3 separate regions of the Mus musculus genome follow, and regions 2 and 3 are each linked to region 1. A link is a contact called in public HiChIP or PLAC-seq data. All regions are on one chromosome and are shown on one strand. The core of a region is the stretch at or near the end of the contact, and the rest is flanking DNA. Distances in the headings are between cores, read along the strand shown. Region 1 holds the start of Dut (deoxyuridine triphosphatase). Region 2 holds the start of Slc24a5 (solute carrier family 24, member 5). Region 3 overlaps Fbn1 (fibrillin 1).

Region 1 (3,153 bases), core at 30-2,529:
GCCAACCAAAGAGCAAACATCTAACACTCAATGGGCCTCACTCCGCTAGGCACACTTCGAGCCTGCGAACGCATATAAACCTATACTTTACTTTTGTAACGCTTCTCTTGATGAGAATGAACCTCCCGAAGAAAATGTTAAAAAAACACAGGTGAGAGGCAGAGATGCACTGCATTCCCCCTGCCTTCCACGCTATGGCTGTGAACTTCAGTGGCCGAAGAGAGCTGGTCTCCCAGAGCAGCTCTTGGGGGTGGACTCTGATCACAAGCGATTTTAGAAAGTCCATCTACCAAATACTACTGTAGTCTCTTATTACTGCAGCTCCCTTCCTGATCCAACGAAACTTCAGACTTTACAATGAGCAGCGCTGGAAGTCTGGCATGTGGTAGAAGAGTACGTTCAGTCACACGGAATTTTCACTCTGTAACATCAGCCATTCCCAATACACAGCAAACACCCGCTTATGTAGAAAATGGCCATAGTATCTAATTTCTCCCAAGACAGGGCATGTTAGATGCATACATTCAGGTCATTAGGCTTGGTGACTTTACACTGAGCCACCTCATAAGCTAGCCCTGGATGGAGCTCCTTAAGTTCCCAGTCCTTGGACGGGATAAGAGAAGTACACAGCTTCCATAGATCCTTTTCCTAGACTTTAACGTGCACACTGCAGACAGTCACACTTCGGTCAAGAATAAGCCTTGCACATCCGGACCTTCCACTTGGAAAGGGTGGAGCGCACGCTGCACAGTAACGCTTTGGAAATGTTATAACCCTTTACTTTCCGCTCGCCCAAACCCCTACTGAATTTGCTCAAGGTGAACTCAGGTCTCTGCGGAGCCACGACTGCACCCGGGCTCGGTGTTTGCATTCCTGCCGTCGGGCCACGGCTCTCACCTGAATAGGTCGTAGCCGGCAGCGCGCGCGGACCCGCGGGTGGGCGCCGTGGCGTGCTCCGAGAGCCGCACGAAGCGCAGAGAAGCGCCATCCTCCGCTCGAGCCCTCTTGGAGGCAGAGACGGCCGCGGCATCTTCCGAGCAGGGCATGGCGGCGGGCGTGGAAAAAGCAGAAAGCAATGAGCGTGCGAGAGCCTACCCGCCGAAAATCTCCCGCCTGGACGAGCCCACCGCGCAGGACAGGGGACGCGGCCTTCCGCAAAGGGCTCGAGCGCGGCCTAGAGGAGGCACCGACCTCGCCAGGCTCCCCTCCTCGGGGTCCGCAATGGACTCGTCCCCGCGCTGCAGGCCAGGCCCTGGCTCACCGTTACCTGCTCAGACCAGGGCTCCCTCCAAGCGCGCTCCCGCTCCAACTCCCCCACTAGCGCGCTCTCTCGAACTGCCCTAATCCTCCCCACCCCGTGCGCGCTCCCGCCCCTGCCCCCCACCCCCTCACCAGCGCGCGCGCTCCCGGCCGGAGCTCCTCGGCTTCCTCGGCAGCTCCGGCTCCGCGCCGACCCGAGCGCACGCCCGCGGAGCAGAGCGGCCTGCAGGCGGGCGCGCAGCAGCACGCTTAGGAGAGGCATGGCGCTGGAGGCCCTGCAGGCCCTGAGGCCGCTGCCCCGCCCCGCGCTCCGCCTAGCGGCCCTCCTACGTGCTTTTCCTCGCCCTGACCTGAACAGATCTTTTGCCTTCCACCACCGGACCTGCAGGGCATTTTAAAATTCCTTGACCTCAGCCAAAGCAACAAGGAGCCAACCCCCACCCCCACCCCCACCCCCACCCCCACCCCCACCCCCTCGCCGGTAGTTGGGAGTCAAACTTTTTTTTTCCAGAGAGGATAATTAAAGATCTTTCTGGAGTCTCCGGTTTTATCTGGACTATACCATAAACACGTGGAACTCAAGTTGTGGTGCACTTCGATTTTCAAGATAAATAGAAGGCCCAAGGCACTTTTATAGAAATACCGACTATACATATTGGGGCGATTGGTTCCCCTGATGGGTGTGCAATACACTACACTTCTTGAAGCTCTTTTAAAGCATCTGTTATTGTGCAGTCCCACGATGTGTCTGTGTGTCTTGCAGGTCATTGCCAGTGCGAGGTTATCTTCTCCTTGTTCCTTCCACCTTTAGGTGGGTTTAGGGTTAGACCTGTGGTGGCCAGGCTCTTTACTCTCAGAATGTTTTTATTTACATTTCTTCTTATTACAGTCTGCACATGCATGTATTTTCTTGCCTAATGTCTACTTGTTGGTTAGATTCAAAGTCCATGAGGGAAATTGATCCAGCCTTTGTATTCTTGGAGTCTAACCGTGAGTTTCAAAAGCCCTCACAGGTGCGCCTGCCCCCCCCTCTTCCCTTCCCCCCTCCCTTTTCTCTTCTCCCCCTCCCCTTCTCCCTCCCCACTCTCCCTCTCCCTTCTACTGCTTCAGCACCATGCCCGCCTGCTCCACACCATGATAATGGACTAACCCTCTGAAACGGTAAGAAAGCCCCCAGTTAAATGCTGTCTTTATAGAGTTGCCTTGGTCATGGTGTCTCTTCACAGCAGTAGAACACTAAGACAGATGGTGATCGCATTGTTTAGTAAGGAGGGCTCCTGTGCATTATTTCTTCTCAGAAATCTTAATATTGGTGCTTAATCCTTTAAAACAAGATTATTGTTGGGCCTGGAGAGATGGTTCAGCTGTTAAGAGCACTCAGTGTTCCTGTATCAGACCCAGTTTGGTTAGCAACACCCACATTGGTGATTCACAACTGCCTGTGACTCAAGCTCCAGGAGACCCAACTATGTCCTCTGGCTTTGGAGGGCACCTTATACACACAAACAATCATGTCCACGGGAACAGATAGATAAACATATATTCTCTTCAGTTTTGCATATAAATGTGTATATGCTTTGACCACAATTCTCCAGTTCTTAACTGCTTACCCCATTTTCCTGACACCAAACCACTTCTTTCCATATAGTACCTCTCCTGGTGTTTCGTTTTGTTTATTGCAGGATATGTCATCACACTATGAACCCACAGATTGTGTTATTTACTGGACAGACCTGTTTCTAGTTGTGGTGTGGTCTAGCACAGACCTTTCATCCAAGAGCTTTCTGTTCATTGTAAACAGGATTAAGTGAAGTCAACCAGAGGTCAAGAGGCAGAGCAAGCAACAAGTTGACAGGAAGTGAACACAGGGGAAAAAAGTTCAGAGTAAGAGGA
Region 2 (2,906 bases), core at 311-2,810, 180 kb after region 1:
GGTGCTGCTGTTCTGCCCTGTGTAGTCTTGTGAAAGGACACAGCCCTTCCTTTTGATTTAGCTGTGAAATGAAGATACTCAGCAGTTTAATCAGCTTTGAGAGAGGCTGCAGACTTCGGCAGCTCCGTGTGGATGAACAGCTATCATTTTTCCTCGTGTTAGGAACCAGAGCATCCACAAAGCGATGCTTCCTATTCAGAGTTCTGGGAAATCTACAGCGCCACAGGCTTTGCGTATCTGAGCTTATCTTCAGAATCTACTAACACTTTGCACCCAGGGTTGTTATTACCTGATAGCTGAGGTCCCATTACTTGGAGTTTAGAATTTATTTACTTATTGGTTCATGAATTTCAGTTCTCTTAACTGCAGGATGCCAGTCAAGGAGTAGAGAGAAAGGAGGTCCTTGGCCACATCTCCTTCTGCCCCACTCACAGAGCCCAAGTGAAAAGGGTTTGAAATAGAAAACAGTGAGGACCAGGCACCCAGTGGTACAAAAAACCGGGGGGGGGGGGTGCTGTTCCTTAACAGCCCCTGGGGTGCTGGAACAAAAGGAACCTTCTGGAAGCTAGCCATGTATAATAACAACTGAAAAAAACGTGCTTCTGCCTGGACTCCCAGGATGGACCCCACAGAACCCCAGGACAGACATGGGTGCTCTGCCACCAGCTGAGATGGACACATCTGTGTGACAACAGCTCTTCCGGAAGGTCATAGGAGACCTTCCCGGCAACTTACAGTCACTGATGATTTCCAGGGAGGGCAAGAAGTACTTGTCGCAGACGATGGAGATGGCCATGCACATGTAGAGGATAATGAGGAAGTAGATTACGATACCTCCATCCGTGCTCTCCTGCTTGGTGAAGAACCCTTCGGGAAACTCCGATGCTGGAGAGACAGCACATTGCGTGCTGTTTCCTGCCGAGGAAAAGGAAAAGATCACAAGATGTGGGAGTCACACGTCTGAAGCCCACAAAGCCTAAACTGGGGTATTTGGGAGGGATATGGGGAAGTTGGTGGAAATACGAGTATGATTCAAAGCCTTAGATAGCCTTTGTAAGAGATTATTTCATGAAATAAGCTGATAGAAGAGAGTTGGAGGGAGGCATTATTACAGCGCCTCTCTGTGTCTGCTTCTAAATGGGAAGAATGCACTGATCATGTCTCCAACAATAAGAAGAGCAGCCCTGTCCACCCCTTGGTCTCTGAACTACTACAGAACGCTCTTGAGGACGCATTGGCTGATCAAGAGCGCTTCCCATCCTCGGCAGGGCTCCGAAGCAGAGCAGATACAGCAGGAGTCGGGGATGGGGAGGGGGCAAGGCCATTCCCCTCTCCATCCCACATCTCTACGTGGGACTGGGGTGTCTGGGCCCACTGCCACCTACCTGTGGCCCTTGGGAGGCGCGGGGGCAGGGAGACACCACGGACAGGCAGGTATGCAGAGACCCAAAAGATCCCCAGCAGCAGGACCCTCCTTGTCCAAGTTGGGCCCCATTTTGTCCGCATTTCCAGCGTGCTCTTTGCAGTGTGTGGTTCAGGAAGGGAGCAAGGGAGACTTATGCTGAATCATGTGAGCAGTCTCCTTCCTCCCCAGTGCCTGCGGGGGGAGGGGGGTGTCGCAGCTTAGGAGGCCAGCAAGGGAGACAGCCTGGCTTCTCTGATCAGGAGATCCAAGTCCTAGGGAAGTTGGAAGAGTTAGGGAGGGGTGCAGATAAACACCGACTACAGCTGTTTCCATGCGGGACTCTGATGGCAGGCCCAGGCAGTCTGCAATTCTGCTCATGCCGGATCTCTTTAATATCTTCACACAGACTCTGCCTTTGACTTCCTCTAGATTTGAGAGGACCTGGGTTTGCTTGATGCTGTCCCCCCCCCCCCCCCCCCGCCCTCCACCCCCTTCCCAATAGCCGTTGTTTCTAGGAATTATTTGGGCAGGTGTATATATACTCTGCCTACCAGGGCACGCTTTGTAATTTTATTTGGATGTTCATCTACAGTTAGAGCCAGAGACAGAAAGGTCAATTAGGAGGTGACTGTAACAGTTGAACTGGGAAATGAGGGCCGCGTGAGTGAAGGTGGCAGCTATGGGGATTGAGAGCCGCCCACAGCGCCACGAACTATTCAGGAGACAGACTGGATGCTGTTTGATCATAGATCAGCTGTGCTTTTTGCCAGAAGGAGCTGTATAAAATGCTAATTGGACAAGGCAGACAGCATTCAAATGCATTCTGTAGTTTGCCAAGATCCTGAAAACCTGTAGCCGTGGAGCAACCTGTGGCTGATGGCACAGGGTCTGGGGGAGACCACAAGGGTGGTTGAGTTCAAGCAATGTTTCTTAGCTGTGTGACCTTAGGCAAGTACTTAACCTCTCTGTTCCTTCCTTCCACTATCTATAAGGCAGAGATCACCTCTCTTTTGGTTTGGTGCGTACTATATGGCAAATGTAACCTTTGTAGGACAGTCTCTTCCGTGGGGCCATTGTTCTGTTATTCTGTCACCTGTCTGGCATTACTTATTTCTTGGACTGAGATTAAAAACTGCCATGAAGAAATTCTGTAGCTTTGCAACTGTTATGATTCCTTTGCTTTGTACATAAAATTGGTGTGACAGGAATGTATTATATGCACATATGCAATATCAAACAATGAATTAACTGATAAATTAAAAATCAAGGTGCCAAGCCTTTGATGTAGAGCTTGTTGCATCTGGTGTAAAAGAGTGAGCTGCTCCTGGCTGTTCATGAGCTTGCGCTGTTTAAAAACCACCCAGCACCTTCCTGGTGGAAACCTCTCTGACACTCAGCTTTCCGGATGTGCCCTGTGGAGCCGAGACTGGGATGCCTGGTCACTGAGGCACGGGCATAGAAGCTATAGGAGTCTGTTCTCAGCAAGTGGAGCAGAGCCCTC
Region 3 (3,003 bases), core at 104-2,603, 220 kb before region 1:
AAACTGTCTGTGTCTTGCAGTGACTCAGGCCACCTCAGTGGATTGTTGTCTCAGGTGTAGAGGCTAGAGTTTGGTCTGCCTATTTCATTTTTCTGTTTGGGCTTTTCCCAGTGCTGAAATTAAAGCACACATTCAGTTGCTTATTTGAAAATTTCCTAATGCTCTCTCTGGGGGCTGAGCCTGCCTAGAGGGTGATGGTTGAGATGTTGAGATCCAAATGTTGGCCCTGCATCTTTCCCTTCCTGTGCTGCATGCATGCCATTCCTTTCTAGTTAGTCATTTTAATGAGTTTGTACCGCACTTTCTAAAGACAGGCTTTGAGCTCTTCCTGCGACCTTCTCAATGGAAGATTTTCAGTGGGTGCTTGTTGAGTGATTGAAGGGACCGATTCTGAAATGAATACAATACTTATTTGGGACCTTTTGTGGCTGCAGGTAAATGTGGGCCGTGTCTGTTACTTCTAGGTTGTGGATCCTGGTGTGAAATGATCAGAGGTTCTCTGGCCATCTTTAATGGGACTTTTTCATTAGGGGTCTGACTGCACAGGTCAGCTTCAACTTGCACAATGACTGCTTAGACTCTCTTAGTATTCTGTTTCTGGTAAAATCTCAATACGGGTTGAGTTTAGGCATGTGTCTTGACATGGGTTTTTTAGCACATCCATTGATGGATACTGCATCCTATGAGTGTGAGTAGAACTCATAGTCTGGTCCCTCTAAACAATTTCCAGATTAGGCGGCAAAGGCAAAGCCTTGTCAGAGATACTAGGTTTGCACCCACCTTCTAAAATAACTTTTGAGATGAAGTCTCAGTCTGTAGATTATGGGAATTTACTCTGTAGCCCAGGCTAGCCTTGAATGTATGCCAACACTTCCACACGCCAGCCTCAGTCTACCCAGTGCTGAGTGTTTGTACAGACAAACCACATACCAGGCTTGCTCCCACTTTTAAAGGAACACTTTTTCCTTAAGCTCTAGGACCCATCTATGAAAGCAGTGATGGAGGCCTCCATTCTGCTGATAACCCCAAGGCCCACTGGGCAGCGTGACCACTGGGCTCACAATGACTTTTGGCCTTCCAAGTCTCACAGGGTGGTTTTGTTTTTTATAAAGGAGAAAGAATATTTTTAACCTGGAGAAGTTTCAACTGGAAAGAGGGGGTTTAAGGAAATGAAAGCTGTATCAAGGGAGGCTTTTGATCTGTCACGTTTCAGTGTACACAGAGTTGTTCTTCCTGGAAAGGAGATTTTGCCCTGACTTTCAATTTGAACAAGTAACTGGGAAGCCACTGTGCAAGCCACTGGTCACTCTTTCCTTTTTTTGTTTGAAATTGCAGAGTAGCTAAGCGGCTTTGTTGCTCGTGTGGGAATGGAAATCGGGCCTTGGCATGAGCCACTTTAATTGAAATCAGTTTGTGCACTGAGTTTGCTCGAAGGATGACGTCATTTCCTGCCCTTTCCCAGTCCTTGCTGTTTTTCTAAGATAGCATGGAACTAAGCATAGCACTGAGTTTTAAAGCAATTGTACACCATTTCCTGACCCACTTAGAATAGTATCCAAAGCCTTAAGCGTATTTTTTCCTTTCTATACTTGTAGATTGTTTTAGAGTTAAAAAGCATTTGGCTTAGAGGCTTTAATGGAGCCTAAAGTAACCGTTTGTCTGCATGGTTTGCTTGATGTCTGTAGCAGGGGGAGCTATTAGCGCTTGTAGATGGAGGGAAAAAGGTTAAAATGTTTGAATCATTATCCTCTTAGAGCTATATAGGCACCTGGGACACACGGGGCAGCTTCTTAACCTGGGTTACTCTTCCAGTCTGCTCATCAAACCAGATGTGCAGGGTTTCATCATCTCCCGTCTGGCTTGGGAGGGAGGGCAGAGCAGAAGTCAGAGAGGAGCAAAGAAACAGAGAGGCATTTAAAGGCTGATGGAGACTGGTGGGATTTGATGAGAGCTTTAGTTTGGTCCCCGAGAGCTAGGGACAAAGAAACAGGAGAGGTTAGGAGGGGTTCCACAAAGGGACCACCTCAGAATACCTTGCATTTTTAATGACTCATAGTAGGCATTCAGATTTATTTGTCAGGGGACCGAATGATCTGTTTCCAGGTCAGGAGACTGTTCTGGGAGCTCTGATGGGTTGTTTAGGGCCCTACTGGAGAGGCTTTGAGTGCTGAGGTGCAGGGATCTTCTAGCTCAGGAGAAATGGAGCCTTTTATGACATTCCAGGAAGAGAGCAAGATTCTTGAAAAGGCAGATCACTTTCAACTCTTTGTGTCTGAGAGGCTGCAGTAAGAATAGGAGTTCAATTTTTCATTTTTCGGCTGTCGGGCTAGGTTGACCTCTGAATATTTGTAGCTCTTTAGACAAATGTCCTTTCCTCACATAGCCAAGTAGTCATTTCTTAGCACTGCTGCGAGGACCTCTCACAGATGAGGTTGGCTGTGGGGAGGACTCTCTTGTACTCTAAGGGGAAGAGTACTCTGGCTTGCGCATTCCATGAAGACAGCTTAAGAGTGCTCAGAGCCCATTGACTCCTGCTTCTGCATAGTCGGGACAGACCTCTGTTCCCTGCTGAGCCATTTCCACTGGGAATTGACTCCCACACATAGGACACACCAGAAAAAAAGCCAAAACTCCAGCTTCCAACTATGGCCTCATATTGAGAAGTGTCAACAGGACTCATGATTCCCTTAGCCAAGCCTTTAGTCTCCTCTAGGTAGGGTAGTTACTGCTTCTAGCAACTAGGGATCAGCTGGACCTTTTGAAAATGCTACCAGCACAAGATAGCTTACATGCTAGAGGAGAGAGCATGTTCTGTGACTATGGACATCTCTCATAGGAGGGTCTACCAGATATTTCTAAGACTCCACTTTTAGTGTGTCACTGCATTAGCATATCACTGTCTGTCTCAGGTCTGATGGTATCCACCCATAGTCTAGGATTTAGAAATGCACACTTCTCTAGGTGAGAATGTGACACAGAATGGATTTGAAATACTGATGGTCT

What was found. HiChIP or PLAC-seq counts read pairs in DNA pulled down with a chosen protein or histone mark.
Region 2: an H3K27ac HiChIP or PLAC-seq map of embryonic stem cells shows a contact between it and region 1, with 7 read pairs. The contact joins the promoter of Slc24a5 here to the promoter of Dut in region 1. A contact is called at or near these places in 1 of 484 Hi-C or Micro-C datasets (extraembryonic endoderm stem cells), 4 of 115 datasets of contacts at active chromatin or transcription factors (embryonic stem cells and extraembryonic endoderm stem cells) and 3 of 9 other capture datasets (embryonic stem cells, liver and pancreatic islet).
Region 3: a contact with region 1 is called in an H3K4me3 HiChIP or PLAC-seq map of bone marrow-derived macrophages, with 3 times the contacts expected there. The contact joins the enhancer-like site here to the promoter of Dut in region 1. A contact is called at or near these places in 1 of 39 promoter capture datasets (the 3T3-L1 cell line), 1 of 484 Hi-C or Micro-C datasets (LSK cells), 3 of 115 datasets of contacts at active chromatin or transcription factors (bone marrow-derived macrophages, embryonic stem cells and extraembryonic endoderm stem cells) and 1 of 9 other capture datasets (embryonic stem cells).

The regions. Positions count from the first base shown.
Region 1 is chr2:125,245,641-125,248,793 of GRCm38.p6, reverse strand. Dut (deoxyuridine triphosphatase) reads right to left here and starts at 1,279. Exons shown (of 6, transcript NM_023595.6): 1 at 898-1,279. The coding sequence starts at 1,046.
Region 2 is chr2:125,066,781-125,069,686 of GRCm38.p6, reverse strand. It overlaps Slc24a5 (solute carrier family 24, member 5), which reads right to left and starts at 1,560. Exons shown (of 9, transcript NM_175034.3): 1 at 1,386-1,560; 2 at 736-915. The coding sequence starts at 1,506.
Region 3 is chr2:125,469,176-125,472,178 of GRCm38.p6, reverse strand. The region is part of intron 4 of Fbn1 (fibrillin 1); the gene reads left to right. Among named protein-coding and RNA genes, the nearest start is that of Fbn1, 36 kb to the left of the region's middle. Within about 2 kb of position 1,353, at least 57 of the 459 cell types and tissues checked have an H3K27ac peak or open chromatin away from gene starts, as enhancers often do. A contact at or near this core is called in bone marrow-derived macrophages, where this site is marked.